Linked DNA regions of Mus musculus: all the other regions are linked to region 1. Evidence: chromatin contacts called from public promoter capture Hi-C data. All regions are on one chromosome and are shown on one strand. Each heading gives the region's core, a stretch centred on a gene start, on an enhancer-like site or on the middle of the called end of the contact. The rest is flanking DNA. Distances are from core to core; before and after follow the strand shown.

Region 1 (3,984 bases), core at 520-3,019:
GCATGTCTGTGTTCCTTTACCTAAAGGTTTCCTAAGGGCAGAGTCTGCCCTTGATACTAAGGACCCTATTTTTATGGTCACCTTTAGACCAAATGAGACAGAGTCTTAGCTTCACCTGACAACTTATCATAGCCTAGAGTCATCTGAGGCACTCTTAATTGAGGGATGGCCCAAGTAAGATTGGCTTGTGGTTCTGTCTGCTGGGGACTGTCTGGATTGATGCCTGATGTCAGAAGGCCCAGCCCACTGTGGGTAACACTATCCCCAGCAGCTGGGTCTTCACAGAGCTGAATTGAACTAGAGAGAGCCTGGAACAGTGTTCCTCCATGGTTCTTGTGTCTGGGGTTTTTGCCTTCAGTGTCTGCCCTGACTTCCCTCAATGATGGACTGTGACCTGGAAGTTTATGTATGTTCAATAAACTTTTTCTTCCCCAGCTGCTTTAAAATAGCAGCAGCAGCAGCAGCAGCAGCAGCAGCAGCAGCAGCAGCAGCAGCAACAACAACAACAACCACCACAACAAAACAAACAACAGAAAAGTAACTAGGGTAGCCCTTAAACATGTTTTAGGGGGTGTCATGGAAAAACTCCTTGTGGGAGGATGGAAGAGGGATGGATAGCAGGCGAGTGCCTTTTTAGTAATTTAGGAGTGGAGATGACATGGAGAAGGGTCCCTGGAAGCAGGAAGCAGGTGAAGGAAGGAGAACGAAGGGAAAAAGAGGGAGATGCGAAACTGCAAGGTGTTCTGAGCTGGGACACCAGAGCAGGCAGCCCGCTTTGGAACCTGGGGCACACAGACTGTGGACGCTTCATGTGTGAAATGGATAAATGGAAGTCACTGCCTCATAGACTGGAGGCTGAGACTGAAGTATGAATGCTGGGCAAAGCAAAGCACTTGAGAGACTCCCGAAGTCAAGAGGTTTAGATAGACACCAGCCATTAATCCTCGAGGCTGGACCACGATGCTTTCTGTTTTCTTTCCATTTGGTTGGGTTTCTGCCACTGTCTTCTGTAAAACAGGGGACAGACATCTCTCAGATTCAGCGATCACAAACAGCGTACTTGATGCTGATGTAATGCTTTCCCACCGAGGAGGAGGCATAACATCAAGGAGCGTCATTTGCTTCTGGCATCTTGGAATGTAGCTCACATCCTGGAAATGGCCCTTTGGAGGCTTTCTCTTCACCCCTCCTCTGTCCATGGTCAGGTCCCTAAGCCACTCTAGGAAAGCACACACCACTCTTGTCTCACAGCTTTTAAATTCTAGGCACACTCCTCACTGCCCTAGAGTCTCCTGGGGAAGCTCAAATTAACACATGCCCTCTCCCCTCTGCCCCTTGTCCTTGTGTACACTCGGGGCTGCATGTTTCCCCCCACCCCCTCCAGACCGGAGTAGCCTCATCTTGCTGTTTAAGTCCCTACTACTACTCAGGGCTATAGCCGGCAGACTGGTGCCACAGGAAGGAGGCTTCGCTGGGGACTGGAAACTAATCAGCCAGGCAGTTCATGAGATAATCCGGCTGAATTATCACAGGCGAGCCCGGCTGTGTGGCGCTCACTCAGGCTCCTGAGTGGAGTGGAGGAGCGCCAGCAGCATTTACTCCCTGGCCCGCAGCCCATGCATGACCCCAGCGTGTCTCTGGCTGCACCTGAGAAAGGGATCCTTTCTGGAAGTTGGGCTAGTCTCTGCGAAGGAGGAGCGCAGGGAACTGCCCAGGGAGAGGGATGGATTGGAGGAGGTGGCAGCCGCTGGCGAGGGGCGGGCACGTCCAGACAGAGCTGAGCCGCGATGGAATTAACTCCCTGGCAGCCACATAAGCCTATCCAGAGTGGAGCGAGGGCAGCCAAGGGGCTTGGCATCTGGGGACCAGCACCATGGCGGCCCCTGGGCTGCGAGGTAAGTTTCCCCTCCCCAGGACCCTGGCTCTCAGCATCCCACTAATTGAAGGAAGATGTGGAAGAGAAGGGATTCTAACACCTGTTCTTTGGGATGAGTGACGTCAAGTGGACTTCCCTGAGGTAGGGAAGGTGAGGGTGCCTGAGTAATTCTCTAAAGTCTTATTTTTATTTACATATTTTATCAAGGAGGGGACAAGTGGCAGAGGGCTGGTGTCCCCTCTCAGTGGCTGGTCACCAGTTCTACTTTGCTTCTCCTTGCTACATATAATCTGAGGGTAAGTAAGACCGTAGCCAGGTTGATCTGACAGTGCACTGAGGACACAGCATCCCTGTGGCCTCTGACACGAGCCACTTTCCTTGGGTGCAGGCAAGTACAGGTATGACATTTTCACAAGTGTTTTTTTTAGAAGAAAGGCAGACTGAGGTAAGGTTTGGGGGCACCAAGGATGTTATTTTACTGTGCCTTGAAAATCAGATCTATTGGGAGCTTGTCTTTGCTTGGGGTGGGAGTTGCTGGCTATTTTGTTGTTGGAGTTGGAATGAGAGGTGCCTGTGGCTTGGGAGTGAACAAGGTGAAGGGATTTGCAGGCAAGTGTTAGTCATAGTCCTACAAACAGATATTTCCAGGGATTATGTGGGCCCTGGCCAGGGAGGGAGGTCCTACTGAGGATGGTCAGACGTTAGCCCACAGGCAAGTGGCAGGTGGTAGGAGAATCTTAGACAAGATGTGTGTATGAGTATGTACATATGTGTATATGTGTACACATGTGAGTATATGTGTTTATGTTCTTGTGTATGAGTATGTATGTATATGTGTGTATGAGTATGTGTGTATATGACTGTGTGTATAAGTATGTATATGTGTGTGTATGAGTGTGTATATGTATGTGTGTATATGTATGTGTGTATATATAAGTGTGTGTATGTATATGTGTGAATGAGTGTGTGTGTGAGTGAATGAGTGTGTATGTATTAGAGTTGTAGAAACTGTTTCTTAAGATGACAGTGACACTCTTTGATCCCTTCACCTGTCTGAATTTTGAGACCTGACACCAGTCCCCTCAAGGAACCTCAGGGTCACTCTGCACCAGCTGCTAGACATCAAGGGCCCATGTGGTTCTGTTACTGTTCTGCCAGGCACTGCCATGCTGGTCTCTGAAGCCCCAGGAAGGCCCTGTTCAGCAGCCTCTTCTGTCCCCTGGTTGCCTCTATGTGTCTTAGCACCACAGTGGTAGCTGATTGAAGAGGTTGAACGGGGGTTGGGGGTGGGTTCCAGACACCAACCCAGGTCCAGCTCTTCTCTTATTTTCTGAGGATCTGATTTTTTTTTTAATCCCATCTATTCAGTGGCTCATTTCTGCCGGATGAGAGAAGCCTTCTATCCCATCCTGCACATGAGATGTCTAGAGCACAGGGAAACCATGAATTTGACAGCTCGAGATTGGGGGGAGGGGCTGGTACAAAAGAGCTTCCATCTCTGCTGGTCTTTACTTGTGGCCAGGTGGTTAAGGAGGACCTCTCTAAATAGGTAACATGGAGATACCTAGAGAATGGTTAGCAAAGAGATCATAGGACTCATGGCATGAAAGTGATGGGGTTGTCCAAGGACCAAGGGGCAGCCAGTGGCTGGAGCAGTGTGATCAGGAGGTCAGGGTCAGGGTCAGGGTCAGGGATAGGGTTGGGGTAAGTGGTAAGGATGAGTCTGACATTGTGTCTTACATCTGAGGCCAAATGTTCTTGTATCCAAAGGAAAATGAAGGCTATTCTTTATCAAGCACTCCAACGTACCCCAAACTAGCAGATGACTGACATAATAGCTCTGGGGGTGTGTGTGGGTCAGTACTCAGCTCACTTCACAGAAGGCAAACCTGATGTTCAGAGTAGCTAAGGACCATGCCTGTGATCACTCGCTCACCAGACTCTGTCATTGAAGGATGAAGCTGCTCTTGGACCACAGATCTCCCCCACCAACTCACCTTATTGCTTTTGTTCTATTTAAAAGAAGTCATTAGCAGGGAGTGTGGATGTCAGTAGTGGAGAATGGGAGATGCAGATGAGGCTGGGGCTGCTACAGTGGGTATTGGTAT
Region 2 (3,984 bases), core at 765-3,264, 1.2 Mb after region 1:
TGCCTGTCCCCTTCCAATTTCACCATGGAAGCAAGAGAAATCTAGTCCTGTCTTCTAAACCTCATTATCTCAAAGGGGCCCATCTCAGTCAATACAGAGACGTAGCTCAGTCCATAGAGACAGTCAACCTTGATTCTTTGTTTTCTCTCCTCTATAACCACTTGTCAGAAGTACCTAAACTTGAGCTGGAGAGATGGCTCAGTGGTTAAGAGCACTGACCACTCTTCTAAAGGTCCTGAGTTCAATTCCCAGCAACCACATGGTGGCTCACAACCATCTGATGCCCCCTTCTGGTGTATCTGGGAACAGCTACAGTGTACTCATATAAATAAATCTTAAAACAAAACAAAAAAAACCCTAAACTTACTTGCTCCATCTCCACACCACACACACACACACACACACAGTGCCAAAGTCACACACAACTGATAGCATCTCAATTCCCCCCTCCCCCCTGCTTTCGCTCTGGCCACTCCAGTCCCCCTCAGAGCCAACCAACAGCCGGTGGCCTTTATAAAAGTGAAATGAGAATATCTCAGGCCCTCCACCACTGAAACTACAGATTTCCCATTTGTCTCAAATAAAATTCAAACTCCTAAGACCTACAAGCTGCTTTAGATAGATTTAGATAGATTACAACTGCTTTGTAATCTATCTGACTCAGTCCTCAATCCATCCACATGCTTGTTCATCCCACACCTTCAATCTGCTTCTCAAACATGGTGAACCTTGGGCTTTGGCTCCTATTTCATGTGAATGCCCCTTACATTTTACCTAGGTAACGCGTTCATATGATTTAAAGTAAGGCTTTTCTCCTTCCTCCTATGTTACATTGTGGTGTTTATTTTGTTACTCCCCCTTATCTCTCCCCACCCCTCTTCCAATAGAGTGTAGCCTCCAGCTCTTAGTACAATACAGGCCTAGGAGAATTCACTAAGTTTATTGTTGTTTGGTTTTGCAGGACTGGGGTTTGAAGCTGGGGGCCTCTCATCTGCTAGGCAATCACTGGACCACTGGGCCATAGTCTCAGCTATATTCAGTCATTCTACTAAATGGATGGCCAGCCTGGCATCCCGGTTGTGATCACAGAGAGATTCCAACAGTCTAAAGGAAAGCAGATAGGAACTGGGGGTCATGTGACAGGGCACCACGGCTTGAGCTGGAAGTTAAATGGGCCTCTCTGCCTAGGGATTTGAGGGAATAGGCACACCTGCTTTTTCTGTATCGCTCAACGTATGACAGCCACTTAACGCGGTCGCTCGCTGTCGCGTTAAGCGCGACTCAAATGCTAGCCTACCAGGTCCCTCTGGAGTGGGGTGACTCAGGGGCGACAGCTGCAGAAGGAGGCCGAGGGGCGGCAAGCGAGATGCCAGGCGGGCTCCTCTGAGCAGCGGGTGGCTCTCACCGGAGACTGGCGACGAGCACCCACCCAATCGCGCTGCCCTCTGTCGGATCTCGTCCTCTCCCGCAACCATGCATGACAGTGGCCCCCATCGTCCCCGTCCTTCCTCTCTGCCCCGCGGGACGTCACCAACCACTCACCTGATAGGACGCACCATGGTGCCCTGCCTAGAGCAGCAGTGCTCTGGAGCTGGGGAGCAGCTGTGGCGGTTTCAATTCCCGCCGAAAACCAGACGTCGCGCTCCACGCCCCGCTGCGCCAGCCCGCCAATCACCGCTCGCCTGCCTGAGGCGGCGCCTGCGTGCTGAAGAGAGGGCGCCTGCGCACACACACCGTGGCCCGGGCACGCCATCCTGGATCCTGTCTGCTCAGACTTAGCTTTTGTTTTGATACTGCACTTTCGTCACAATTGCGATTTGGTACCGAGTCTAAAATACAATATAAAAATAGCGACACGCCTCCAATATTTAGAATGACTAACTTAAAAATAACTGGAACAAAGGGGGTCTTGGATAGGCGTTTTCCTTGGCGCTTGAGGAAAGAGAAACATGAGTTCCGAATCTGCCAAAGTGGATCTATTGGAGGTTAAAAAAAAAAAAGCAAGAAGTCAGCTGACTTATTTGGGCAGTTCTGCGTTGACAGCTCCAAGTGTGCTTTGGTGTCTGATGAGAGAGGTGAGTTCGAGCCCACAGCGAAGAAGCCCCTTCAGTGTGGAGGACCCAATGACGGTATCTGGTACAGACTTAAAGAACAGAAGGAGTCTTCTAAGGGCCATCTAAAGTGCTGGAGTGCAGCTTGCCATTGCCAGTTCAGTGTTTGTGGTCAACTAGGCTTGTCGTTTTGCATGTTGCTCTGACAGGGTGTAGGCACACCCAGAGAATTCGGAGACGTAAACTGGATTACGATGAATTGTATCCTGAGAGCAACAGACCACAGGAACAAAGAGTAACATGAAAACGTGTGTTTTTATTGGTTTTGTTCTGTTTCATGTTACAATGTATTCTAATTACTGTCTCACCTTATGTCGCACCTGTCCCTACTAACTTGCCCATCCCTCTAATCTCTGCATTTCCACCAGTCCCCTTTCTAGATTCATGTCGTTGGGTTTTTTTTGTTTTGGTTTGGTTTTGTTTGTTTTTGTGACCCTATATCTTAATTAGACCAGACTATTGAATTGCGACTACTCATTGGAGCCTGGTGGGGGCACCCGTGGGCACACAACTGAAAAATAACTTCCCTTTTCCTGAATCTGCCCATAGAAAACAGTTCCTTAATGACACATGGGTCATTCTGAGTCGTCTTCTCTCTTCCCTCTGCTGCTGCTGAGGCTAATCTTATGCAGACCTCTGACACTGCAGTGAGTTTACTGCTGTAATGGCAGCGTCTTGTCAGAAGGTGGCATTTTGTCTTCCTCTCTATGATCTGGTTCCTCTATTTTTCCACTTCCTATTCTGCAGTGTTCCTTGAACCTTCACAGAGGTGGTATAAATGCCTTGTTTAGGGCCGAGTCCCCATCCATCACATGTTCTCACCTTGTGGCACCTGGAGTCTGTACATTCATTATAGTTCACTGGAAAGAGACAATTCTCTGATTAAGTCTGGGAGTAGCACTTGTCGTGGGTATAGACATGGTGGTTTGACAGTGTCCATTTAACTGAACAACAGTATTTATGTTCCCCCCCAGGGCCCATCATCTTCCCTGCTATGGGTTTCCAACAGGAATCATAGTGCCAGGCAGGGGTATGCTCCTATAGAGCTGACCTCAAATCCAGTCAGAGCAAATTGGATACCCTCATAATGGTACCCTAGTGCCCAGATGAGCATGTCTTGCCTGGCAGGTTAGTAGAGTTCATAGAGTCCACAGCTGGGTTGGACCAGTAATGAAATTTCTCTTATAGCAGCCTCCTTAGTATCTTCAAGGACCATAAAAGATAGCCAGCAAAGAGGAAGCTTCCAGCAGAGTTCCAGCTTGGCTTTTTTATATCATCAATTGAGCTGTGCAGTGTCTTTAACAACAGAGTTTATCATCTAGTTTTTATGGACGACCAAGAACAATGACAACAATCTCTACTGTCCTGGGAGTTCATATATATATATATATATATATATATATATATATATATATATATAAATGCATACATATATATGTACATATATGTGTGTATACATAGACTGATGGCTAGCTCTTTAAGGGACCTCGACTCCTACTGTCTTTACTGCATTTTCTTTTCTCTGAGTAGTGTTCAGTGTGCCTTGGGCAGCATCCTGTGTGGTCTGTTCTGTGCCCGTGCTTCCTACTTGGAGATCTTTCTTGTGTTCCCATATCCTTTTTCTGATACATCTCCTGACCTTCAACATCAAACATCTTCAAGCTACCACTGGGTCTCCGTTGTGTTTGGCCACTTGTATGAGTTCCGTAAGCTAGCTGTACACTTACAGACCCCCAACCCGTCCCTCCTCCAGCATTTCCTCTTGCCCCCCCCCCACTCTGTACCTTCCCTTGTATTAACTACTTGTTATTCTTCCCTAGGAGTAAAAGTACTTCTTGAGCATATTGTTTGCTCTGAAATTAACTTTAAAATA
Region 3 (3,984 bases), core at 1,114-3,613, 1.1 Mb after region 1:
TTCCTGCAGGCCTGCCCGCATCCATCAAACCTCGGTGAGCATCCTTTTCTCCGCATAAGCTCGATGTGGAGTCGGAAGGTAGCTGGGCCGGCGTTCCCGTGAAGCCTCGGCAAAGTCAGGTTTGCCAAGCCCATTGTCCGTTGCCTTCAAGTCCGGAGTGGGCTGCCCACAAGTGACGTGGGTATACTGGCCTTGCTCCTCCTGCTCCGTCTCTCGGTGGTAGAAGTAGTTGAAATTGGAGACAATGACCGGTACCGGTAATGCAATGGTGAGGACCCCAGCAATGGCGCACAGTGAGCCCACAATCTTGCCCCCTACCGTCATGGGGTACATGTCCCCATAACCTACCGTGGTCATTGTAACCACAGCCCACCAGAAGGCATCTGGGATGCTAGGGAAGAGCGAGTCAACATCATCAGCCTCTGCGAAGTAGACAGCGCTGGAAAAGAGGATGACTCCGATGAAGAGGAAGAAGATGAGCAGCCCGAGCTCCCGCATGGACGCCTGTAAGGTCTTACCCAGGATCTGCAGCCCCTTGGAATGGCGGGAGAGCTTGAAGATTCGGAACACCCGGACCAGGCGGATCACCCTGAGGATGGCTAGGGACATGGCCTGCTGCCCATTCTGACCACTGCCACCACTCACAGACTGCTGCTCGTGACGTTGCACTAGCTCGGTGCCCAAGGTGATAAAGTAGGGGAAAATGGCCACCAAGTCAATGATGTTCATGATATTGCGAAAGAAGGCCGCCTTGCTGGGACAGGCAGAGAAGCGCACCAGGAGCTCAAACGTGAACCAGACGATACACAGAGTTTCCACCAAGAAGAAGGGGTCTGTGAAGAAAGAACCCCCGAGAGTACTAAGTGAAGATGTTCCTCCAGTCCCCAACCCCCCAGAGGGAATGCTACCAGGAAATGCATAGGAATCTTCATCCTCATCTTCTTCCTCGTGGCTCCTGGAGGCCGGAGACAAGCGGGTCCCACTACCCTCGTTGCTTCCACCGCGCCCATCTGCACGGAATTGAGGCAAGGTCTCCAGGCAAAAGATGACGATGGAGATGAGGATGACCAATACTGAGACGATGGCGATGCCTCGGGCGGGCCCGGAACTCTCCGGGTACTCAAAGAGAAGCCAGACCTGTCGCTGGAAAGGCTGGGAGGGGAGTGGTTTCTCATCCTCGCCACCTTCGGGCAGGCAACCCTCATCCTCCCGGAAGGCCGCCAGGGCTTCCTCTCCCAACTGATAGAAGCGGATCTCTTCCATAAAAATGTCCAGGGGCACATTAACAGGCCTGCGCAGGCGACCTCCAGATTGATAGTAATAAAGGATAGCGTCGAAGCTGGGTCGGTTGCGGTCAAAGAAGTACTCGTTCCTCAAGGGGTCAAAGAAACGGACTCTGCGGCCAGGGTCTCCTAGCAGCGTGTCAGGGAACAGCGACAGGGTGCGCAGCTGCGTCTCGAAGCGCAGCCCGGAGATGTTGATCACCAACCTCTCACTACTACAGCAGCCGCCGCCGCCCTCGGCCTCCTGGAACTCACCCGCATCCTGTTGCTCCCCCTCCGGCCCACGGACCTCCCCCGGCGCCGCCAGCGTCAGGGATTTCTCCGATCTCATGTCACCTCGGCGGTGCGCTCCCCGCCACTAGGACGGCGCCCACGACACGAGCTCCAGAGAGCGGCACCCGCTTCACAGCTTCGGCTGTGCCCTCCTTTAGGGTGGGGCCCGTGCTCTGACCTGGCGGTTAGGTCGGTGAGCCCTGCAGCTGGTCCCTCTGCCAGGCTAGGTCTGGGAAGTGGCTCTGGCTCTCAATAGCCGCGCCTCCGTGCTCAGGATTTCTGAGATGCCTGGAACCCGCAAACTGTCGCGCGCGTGAAACTGGCTGCCCGAAAAGACGCGTGGCTTAGCTCTCGATGGTGCCTAAAACTGGGCTCAGGACCCACAGGTCCGCCCTCCAGACCTGCTGGCTCTCACCAGGTCCTACTGCGCTTCTCCAGCTGCACACGACTCTGGGTTGCCGCTGGTACCTAAGCGCCAGATGCGCCTCCCTCTGGCTCACCAAAGACTCCTGCCCGGGCTCGGCCTCCGCCTCCGCCCTACGTCCACCACCGAACTAGGTCTGGCCAAGGTCGCGATTGCAGCCGCCACCTTCTTCCCCAGGAGCTAGCTGTTCTAGAGGCCTCGGAATCGCCCTGGGCCTTCCCGGGCGCCGAAGCGCGGAGACCCACCTCCCCACCGCTTCAAGCCTTGCCTGCACCCGCAGCAGCCCCAGCAGCAGCAACAGCAGCAGCAGCAGCAGCAGCAGCAGCAACAGCAGCAGCAGGCTCAGCTCTCAGCTCTGCCCTTCCTCCTTAACACACTCTCCAAGTGACGTGGCAGGCCCCGCCTGCTGCCCACCCCACTCTCACATCACACCCCTTACCCAGTCAGGGGCTGCAGCAAGCCTGGATGCTGGGGAGAGATGTGTATACTTGCCTCCCCAGTAATCTTTCCCGCGCTCTCCTGGCATGCCTCTTGCTTTCTCACATTCACACGCACGCCCCCACCCCCACCCCAACCAAGCCGCAGTATCCTAATAACACACCCACTCCATCTCTCCATAGTCATCTCTTCTCGTTTCTGTTCACCGAGCTGACCTGCTCAGTGTATTTCAGCAAAAAGAAATCACATACGCTGGCCCACAACACACCCCTGCCCAATAAGCTATACACAGCACCTGACCCCTCCACAGCTATTTACTTGGGGGGGTCGGGGGGGGACAGGAGAGGGAAAAATCCATGTTTTTTATATCCATGAAGACATGTTTGCCATTTTCAACCTCTCCTGGGGGGGGGGGGAAGATGAAGTATTTTTAAATGTCTTGAGAGCTTTCCATTTAGGCTGTGTCCCAATGTTAATTCCCCATCAGACTCTCACTTTTGCAACCTGGAAAGGCAAGGCTGCAGCTCTCTTTCAAGGCGCAGTGATAGTAAGAGGGGAGGAAAAGCCTGCCCGTGCCCAGTGCTCTCATGGAGTCCTGAAGACGTCCACCATCATCTCCATGAAAAAGCACCAGAAGACTATGATATTGAAGAAACACTATATACAAGGAATAGCAGCCAAGAATCTTTGCTTCACGCCTCCTTTGGAGAAAAAAAGAAGAAAAGAAAAAAGTAAATAAAAAGATTCTGCAATTTATACTTATCTGTGTCAAGAAAAGGGAGGAAAGGAAAAACAAAAAGGAGGTAGTCAAAGTGTCAATAAACAATGTAGCTATGTGTGATGAGCATCTAATAAACACATTTTAGTTGCTTTACCAGAAAGATGGCCTCCCCTTCTAGGCCATAGAGTCTCATTTGGTAGGATTTGAATGGGACAAACTACTCTGCCTCTCTTAGAATGCCAAAAAGATTTTCCATCCATTCTCCCAAAGGCTTCCTCCCTAGATCACGTGGATGAAGTCGCTGGATGGTGCACCTGGTTTCAGACTACCAGGTAGCTTGCTCTTGACTTGCCGTGGCCACAGTTGATTGGCTGGCAACGGCCAGTGTTTCTTCATAAGAAAGAGCGTCCGTAGGATAAGGACAGTAATGGCACATAAGATTCTCTCAAGCCATGAGATGCATGTATGGGTTTTTAGCCATACGATCTAGACAGACTGTTTTTAAACCACAGCAGTTTTCACAGCAGGTGCTCCCAGAGGGATGAGGCAGGGGAGGAAACCAGAGTTCTTGGACCTGTAGGGAGGAAATCGAGTGGAGATGATGCTGACTTCATCACACATGGAAGCTTGGGCTCCCGCCTGTCCCTCCCCAGGTCTCCTAGCCTCAACCTCTGCCTCTCTTATGTTTGACTTGGTTTCCATTCCTTCCCCTCGCATGCACAGTTCAGTGAAGGGTGAGAGAGCAAGTCTGCTGCATTTACCCAGTCGATAGTTTTCCCATTTGCAGGCTATGTAATTAAGCAATTTAGACATCACACAAAAGTTACTCCACTCAAAGGAAAAAA

The links. Promoter capture Hi-C pulls out the DNA fragments that hold promoters and counts their contacts.
Region 2: a contact with region 1 is called in a promoter capture Hi-C map of hippocampal neurons, with 2.2 times the contacts expected there. The contact joins the promoter of D6Wsu163e here to the promoter of Ano2 in region 1. A contact is called at or near these places in 2 of 39 promoter capture datasets (hippocampal neurons and stem cell-derived epiblast-like cells).
Region 3: a contact with region 1 is called in a promoter capture Hi-C map of stem cell-derived epiblast-like cells, with 3 times the contacts expected there. The contact joins the promoter of Kcna6 here to the promoter of Ano2 in region 1. A contact is called at or near these places in 2 of 39 promoter capture datasets (hippocampal neurons and stem cell-derived epiblast-like cells).

What each region holds. Positions count from the first base shown.
Region 1 is chr6:125,688,850-125,692,833 of GRCm38.p6, forward strand. It overlaps Ano2 (anoctamin 2), which reads left to right and starts at 1,770. Exons shown (of 25, transcript NM_001364562.1): 1 at 1,770-1,895. The coding sequence starts at 1,874.
Region 2 is chr6:126,937,952-126,941,935 of GRCm38.p6, forward strand. It overlaps D6Wsu163e (DNA segment, Chr 6, Wayne State University 163, expressed), which reads left to right and starts at 2,015. Exons shown (of 14, transcript NM_138594.3): 1 at 2,015-2,075. It overlaps Rad51ap1 (RAD51 associated protein 1), which reads right to left and starts at 1,636. Exons shown (of 9, transcript NM_009013.4): 1 at 1,543-1,636. The coding sequence starts at 1,559.
Region 3 is chr6:126,738,311-126,742,294 of GRCm38.p6, forward strand. Kcna6 (potassium voltage-gated channel, shaker-related, subfamily, member 6) reads right to left here and starts at 2,364. Exons shown (of 2, transcript NM_013568.6): 1 at 1-2,364. The coding sequence starts at 1,614. The coding sequence ends at 25. The region is part of intron 2 of Gm33581 (a long non-coding RNA gene); the gene reads left to right.